Linked DNA regions of Rattus norvegicus: region 1 is linked to region 2. The links are chromatin contacts, called in public Hi-C maps. All regions are on one chromosome and are shown on one strand. Each heading gives the region's core, a stretch centred on a gene start, on an enhancer-like site or on the middle of the called end of the contact. The rest is flanking DNA. Distances are from core to core; before and after follow the strand shown.

Region 1 (3,806 bases), core at 1,246-3,745, 520 kb before region 2:
TCCATCTTGGATACTTCACAGACATGGATTCATGTGATTTTGGTGACTCTCCCGGGTAGTTTCTTTTACCCAGTGTGTAACTTTAGAGGTTCATTGATGCAGGGAGTATCAGCATCCTGGTTCACTGATACAGGACACGCCAACATGCCTTTCTGTGCAAATGGTATTCTTTCACTCATATAAACATACATCGTGTTCACGCTTTCATTCACTTGGTTAACGGGCATCTGGTCTGAAGCCGCTTTTTTTTTTTTTTTTTTGGTTCTTTTTTTCGGAGCTGGGGACCGAACCCAGGGCCTTGCGCTTCCTACGTAAGCGCTCTACCACTGAGCTAAATCCCCAGCCCCACTGAAGCCGCTTTTTGAATGTTTGTGTGTAAGTTCCTTTGTGGCCCAGAGGCTGCCAGCTCACCCTCCAATGTACGGAGGAGGAGGGAGTCTCAGAAAGCTGAGATGGACTTCCCGACACCTTATAACTTCCAGGAAGCCAGACTCAGGCCTCTGATGATAGAGTTACACATCCTTGCACACAACACAGTGTCATTGCTGCTTTGGGAGGGGACCCAAGCAGGGATGGTCACATGATTCTGTAGGGACCTCCCTTAGCCTCTCACCATGTCAACTTGAGTCTCTAGGGATGCTCTAAATAAAGCGAAGGGCCTGCCCCTTGGGAATAAACTTGTTAGAGGTAGCAAGAAGGCGGGAGACAGAGAGATGGCCATCAGAGCAGGGCCTCATGGACTTCGGATTTCAGGGGCCTGGGGGCAGATGGCTGGTTCCAGGAAGGACTTACATGGCAGGAAAACATTACTGGGAGTTTCCCAGAATCCCTTTGGGGCAGGTTCTGTTAAAAACTAAATTTCCCAGAACAGTAGAATATGGGGTTTGAGTTCATTATAATTTGGATTATTAATGCAAATGTAATCTCAAAAAGTGCTTAGTGAAGCTTGCGAAATTAATTATAATTAGGAAAGGGATGATTGGTCTTGGAGTAGATTATTAAAAGCGCACTTGTCACTTAACACAAAATATGCTGCAGACGAAACATTCAGGGCGCTCTATGAACTGATTTTATATTTAAAGGGTGTAAGTGGGAGAAAAACTTCGCACTTGTCACGATGAGACTCTGGATTGGGAGGCCATTGCCATGTGAGGTCACTGTTTGGTGAGCCTGCCTCCAGGGTGGTCATGAACAAGGTGTCTTTCTCTGCAGAGGATAAGGTCAGCTCCCCTCTCCTGTGGACTTTTTAGTGGAAACCCAGGATGGCTTGGGCTCGTGCTGGGCTAGGCATTTACATTACTACACGGGGACATATGCTTGAGGGGTAACCAGGAGGGGGTTAAGATCCTGACTTTTATCAAATGGAGGATGAATATTTTTATGAAACGAAGTAGAGGAGTCCACCTGGTAGTGGTGGCACCCACCTTTAGTTCCAGCACATGGAGGCAGAGGCAGGAGGACTTCTGTGAGTTCGAAGCCAGCCTGGTTTACAGAGCGAGTTCTAGGACAGTCAGGGCTACACAGAGAAACCCTGTCTGGAAAACCAAAACAGGAAAGTTGAGAGAGGAGAGGAAAAGGAGCAGAAAGCTTCCAGACCCCTTACATTCCTACCGCTGCAGTTCTCAAATCCATCTGTAGGTGGAGCTATTGCTCAACACATTTATTTATGGAAGGAAACCTGAAGACCCAGCCGCTGCCGCTGTTTCTTCATTGCAGTTAACCTTGTATGTTTATCTCAGTTTTATTGGAAGCACCCCCAAGCCCTTGTTTGCACCCGGATCCCTAGGTACACTTGCATGTGTCCTTAAGAGTTTCCTTTTTCAAGCTGTAAAACCCCAGGCTTAGAGCATGGTCCAACAGAGGGCGAGATGTCACATAACAGATCAAAATTTAGATTTGCTGAGTCACGCAAGTCACAGGACTGGAACTCACCCGGTAAGACCTGGCCTCCAACAGGGTCCTGGGCATTATGCTAACCATTGACTTACATTTACACACTCACACTACACACATGTGCACCCATGCACATGCATGGGGGATTAAGAGACCCCCTCGGCTGTGACGTAGTCCCACTGCAGATGTAGCATTCCCACTGCAGAAGGAGCATTCACCTGGACCACTCTGCAGCGCCCTTATGGGAATTTGAAGGCAAGAGAACTGATGGGAAAATGGAGTATGAGCTGTCTAGTCTGACAAGGAAGTCCTTTGCTTCTGGCCCAGAAGGTAGGCGTGTGTGTGTGTGTGTGTGTGTGTGTGTGTGTGTGTGTGTGTCCAGTATCAGTGAAGCTTTGAAAGAAGAACTCATTATCTTGGGAGGATGACAGAAATCTTAGGTCATTCTCAGTTGTCTCCTCCTCTTCCCCCTCTTGAAAAAAAAATTAATTTAATGGTGCATATCTGTGAAGTTTGTCTTTGTGTGGGTTGTAGATGTGGGGAGATGCCTGTGGAGGCCAGAAGAGGGCATCAGATTCCCTGGAATTGGAGTTTCAGGTGATTGTGAAATACCGGATACGGATGCTGGCAGCCCAATTCTGGTCCTCTATGAGAGGACCTGTTAAGCACTGAGCCATCTCTCCGGCTCCCTCAACAGACACTTTAAAATGGCTTCCATGTTTATAAACCTCAATATAGCTATCGTTTTTGTAAAAATAAATAAGTAAGTAAATAAATAAGTAAAAATAAAAAAAATTGAGAGTCAATTTTCAAAACAAAAATGGCTTAAGTCATCCTAGGTCCAAATAGATACAAATGAACAGACAACATCGGTCCGGCTAAGGACTCCGACTCTAGCTGCCCTCATCTAGTAAGCTCAGACTTAATCATAGTGAAAAAAATTATCAGCAGCTCACCCTGTCCCATGTCCTACAGATGTGACAGGGTCATACTCTTGAAAAGCTTTAAACTAAACAGGTCATAAAGAGTCAAGATAAACCCACATGCCTGTAAGTGGTAAACGACGTGAACGGTTGTCCCCTTCCCGTGCTCACTGCACTCACGTGTCTGACTGAATGGGTGGCGTCTGACCTTGCAAGGTCGCTCTCACTGCCCAGTCTCCTTTGCTAATTATTAGGAGTGGGGCAGGGTATTTGCTCCTCACAATTTTAATTATTTTAGAATTCGTCTTTGGGTAACTTTCCCCTTCTGTGGAAACCTCAGCGTGTTTCTCTTCACCCTTCCTGAAGAGTTGATCTCTACTTGTTTTCTGTTACAAAGGGCTGCTGTGAAGGTCCTCCTACTGTCTGCTGCGAATGCCTGTGAGTGTCCACAGACCAGAGACTTCAGACTAGAAACGATCTTCACCACTTGCCACCTTACCCCTGTGGCTATTGTTACAATGTTTTCTAAATTGATTGAACCTGGTCACAGCTCCAGTGGTAACATGTTTCTAACCTTGGGTCCAGGGTGCAACTTGGCTCTTAATCTTTTCCAATTTTGAATCCTGTAACATTTTGTTCAGTTGTTTTAATTTTCACATTAGCTGGGAGTATCTTTTTATAGTTTTACTCTGACCAGAGTGCTTTCTTTTTCTGGAAAGTTTCTCAGTTTTCTAGGTCTGCAAATTCTTCTTCATCCCTTCTGGATAATACTCCTTTGTTGGCTTTAGGGACTCTTGCTTGGAGAGAACTTTCCTGAAGGGATGGAAGCAATATGACCGCATGATGTCTTAGCTTTTCATGCTGTCACTGAAGACCCAGAAGAAAGGAGACACACTGTGGCTGTGAGAGCCTGTGGCTCTCATGGGTGTCAAGAGGAACCCCATCTTACACACTTTACTATCCTTAACCTGTCCTAAAACGTGGGTCTAA
Region 2 (3,849 bases), core at 26-2,525:
AGTATGGAATGAGGAAGACTGTGATAAGCTGAGCCCCTGAGAATAATGCTGTTTAAACTTTCGCATGAAGGCGAATGGCCTGTTGCTGGGTCCGAGGCTCAGAGAGTTTTGAATGAGTACACCAGGGCCCTGGAGATGTTGTATCCTTAGCAAGTTCCAGAGAACTGGTCTAAGTTAGATGCTACCACAGTTAGAGAACAGAGGCAAGTCGTTGTCCTCTCCACTTACATGTGCATAGATGCCTCTAAAACTATGTAAGCTGGGCTGGAGACATGGCTCAGTGGCTAAGAGTCCTTGCTGCTCAGGTGTGAGGATTTGAACTCAGATCTCCAGCACCTATGCACAGAGGTCTAGGTGTGGGCTTGTGAAACGATGACCCCAGTGCTGGTTGGGAGAGGGGCAGAGACTCAAGAGGATGTCTGGGGCGTGATGGCCACAAGCCTAGCCCCGAAATGACAAGTCCATGTTCAGAGAGAGACCATACCACTAGGCACTAAAGTAGAAAGCAACAGAAGAGGGCACCTGACCGCCTCCTCTGGCCTGTGCCTGCTCAAGTGGGTACGCACCTGCTTGAGCGTGTACATGCAGCCCCACAAGTGCACACACACAAACTGAGGCTTTCTGTATTCCCACAGCAGGATAGATCATTGAAGAACCAGGGTCACCTGAATTGGAGTTGGGACCGTGGGTGGGTCCAAGAGGGCAGTGTGAACATCCACAAAGCTACCAGTGGCTGCCAGTCTGTGGTCCACGTGAGTCCACAGTTGCTGTCCATATCGCCCAGGGGTATGCTGTGCCCCCACAGCAGTGGCATTGCGGTGGCCTCTTCAAAGCTGAGACCGCTGAGCCGTAGACGAATGACAGCAATTTGGGGAGACTTTCAGCTTTTTAGCTGTCACAGATAAGTATACAGTGAATGTTCCAGAAAAGAACGAACCAAAGAAACAAGATGGGAGCTTGCCATTCAAGCTCAGCCTCAATGCACGTCTGCGAGCTCACCACCCTCCTCCAACTAAATTACTACCCCTGTGTGCCTCCCACACAGAGATACCAGTGTTGCCAAGGAGTGTGGGTTAAAATGCAACCCTGGTGAGCTCATCCACTTCAGTAAAAATGTGTATGAGATTTTATGTCGACAGCAGGGCAGAATAAGTGGTTTTTGCAAGCCTGGAAATAAATTATTGGCTGTCTAAACATCTACCAAATTTAGATGCCAGCGGAACTAAAGACTTCTTCCTCCTTTCTTTTCCTGTTCCTCCTCCTTTCTCCGTTTTCTCTTCCTCTGCCCATGCTGTCTCCTTCCCCCTCATCCCCGCCCCTTGGAACAATCAGGGCTTTTAAAGCACTGCTTGGCCCCATCCTCAACAGTACTCCCTCTTCTCTACTTCAGAGGCAGAGCTACAAAGATGCTCACATGCTCTCCCCAGGCTGGGGTGTTGCAAATGTCCTACTATATTAGCACTCACTGTGGATTCTTACCTAACTCGTTCTTACCTAGGATGGCTGAAAATAACAGGTCCCCAGTTCTAACATTTACCAGACACAAGAGCCCTCTTTTCCATCAACTTAATGTTTGTCTATCTGTTTGTTGGCAATATAAGCCCACTGATGTTCTTTTTATTTTTCAGATTTGGTAAGAACTTATTCAATATCTCTCCCCTTCTTCCTTCCTTTCTAATAGAGCAAACGACTACAAAGTCCTTTTTGTTTCTGTGCTGGAACTGCCATTTCTTGTTCCTGGTTCCTTTTATTACAAATTTGTATTGATGAATTGAGGTCTGTGGTACTGAAAAGACAGCTCAGCAATTAAGAGCACTGTCTGCTCTACCAAAGGACCAAAGTTCAATTCTTACCACTTGCATGGCAGCTCATAACCACCTGGAACTCCAATCCCAAGACCCAAAGCCCTCTTCTGGCCTCTGTGTGCACTACACACACACACACACACACACACACACACACACACACACACACACACACACGGTGCACAGGTAAAGACATAGATAAAACATCCACACATACATATTTTTTTAAAAGATAAATTGGGAGGGTTGGGAGTTTAGCTCAGTCTAGCAAGTGCAAGGCCCTGGGTTCAATCCTCAGCTCCGGAAAAAAAAGATAAATTGGGGTCTTGTATGATAGTTGAAATATACATATAATAATTAATATAAGTGAGTAAATGTGTAGATGGACACATATTTACATAAACATGTATATCGTCTCAAAATCATGATTCATATAGATGCTGTTAATACAATCTAAGCTTTTGAGATTTTTCCTTGCCTACCCCTTCCATACATGTCCTTTGACCACAGTGAGTTACTTTAGCTCTCAGAAGATGCATACAGTGGCTCATATTCTTAGTCCTATAAAATAGCAAAAGTAGACTCAGACTTCTTTGTCCATCCAGGTAGAAGAAGGAATTCTACTCAGAAGTTTAGAATCTCCTAGCTTCTCTCCACTGTTGAAGACTTAGGATATATTGTAAAGGCCATGTTCATAACTATCTGGTTTCCTCCTTCTGTGTGGTTACACAAATTCTCTGAAGTGTCCTGAAGGTCTGCTTGCTTCGGCTTACTCTCAATGAAGGTCTTTTTCTCCTTCCCTCCTGTTTGCTTCACTGGTGTTTTGGTTTAATTTTGGTTTTATTTTGTTTTGGGGTTTTATTTGTTATTTTGTTTTTATTACTTACTTGATGGTTGATTGGTTGTTGTTTTTTTTTTTTTTTTTTTTTGAGACAGAGTCTCTATAATAGCCCTGGCTCTCCTGGAACTTGCTTTGTAGACCAGACTGGCCTCAAACTCAGAGATCTGTCTGCCTTTGCCTACCAAGCACTAGGATTAAAGGCATGTGCCCCCACTGCCCAGCTTCAACTGTACATATTTTTTAAGGTACACCATACAAGTTCCTTCAAATAACAAAACTGCACATAAAGTTATTCCTAGATAAACACCACCCCTTCCCATACTCACTTTTTTTCCTTTCCAGCCCCATCATTTTATGTTTTCTGGTTTATTCGTATTTCTTTTGATAAAGAAAAATATGTGCATATTTAGGCATCCTCTTCTTTCTTTCCCAAAGGAAAGACGCCACATGTGTTCCTTTGATTTTGCTTTCTTAATCTTTAACAGCTTGATTTGATGCACACCCCACTGCAGTTTGTAGATACCGTTCTCGTTCTTTACATGAACTATGGCATTTTACATGTGGAGATTTAATTAGATCATATATATATATATATATATATGTATATGTATATATGTGTGTGTATATATATATATATATCTTTGGCATTTTTTTAACAGTAAAGATACATACTTAATATGAAATCTGGGGTAAAAGAAGAACGCTAACATTGTCAAAGTCACCACTCTAAAGCTTACACTCTTTGACATTTTCACCAGCAGTGGATAAAAATGCACAGTTCTCTGTCCTAGTGAAGGAGTACATTGTCACTCTCATAAAGTGTCAATAGTGATGAGCACAAGATCGGACCCACCATCTTCACTGCGTTGTTGTGAATGACGTTACACTAGTTGAAACAAGGCAGGCAGGAGAAGAAAGTGCTTCATGATCTTGTTTATGTGTGGACACGTCTAAAATGCAAGCACATAAAAACAGGGAGAATAGTGATTATCAGGGGCAGAGAAGGAGAAATAAGAGAAGGCAAGGGACAAACAGGACTATTGTTTTATTGCAGGAGAACTTCGTGATGTAGATCAGTAACATACATGTGTTTTAAAAAGAAAATAGTATTTCAGCTGTGTATATTGTATAAATGCTCAAGGGAAAGGGGCACAACTTACAAATAGAACAGGAACACTACCCAAGGAAACAGAAGTCGTCAAA

What was found. A called contact is a pair of places that touch in the nucleus more often than the background predicts.
Region 1: a contact with region 2 is called in a Hi-C map of frontal cortex, with 2.0 times the contacts expected there. The contact joins two enhancer-like sites.

The regions. Positions count from the first base shown.
Region 1 is chr13:79,976,175-79,979,980 of GRCr8, reverse strand. No RefSeq gene overlaps it. Among named protein-coding and RNA genes, the nearest start is that of Tbx19, 28 kb to the left of the region's middle. Within about 2 kb of position 2,495, at least 16 of the 93 cell types and tissues checked have an H3K27ac peak or open chromatin away from gene starts, as enhancers often do.
Region 2 is chr13:79,458,812-79,462,660 of GRCr8, reverse strand. No RefSeq gene overlaps it. Among named protein-coding and RNA genes, the nearest start is that of Atp1b1, 120 kb to the right of the region's middle. Within about 2 kb of position 1,275, at least 34 of the 93 cell types and tissues checked have an H3K27ac peak or open chromatin away from gene starts, as enhancers often do.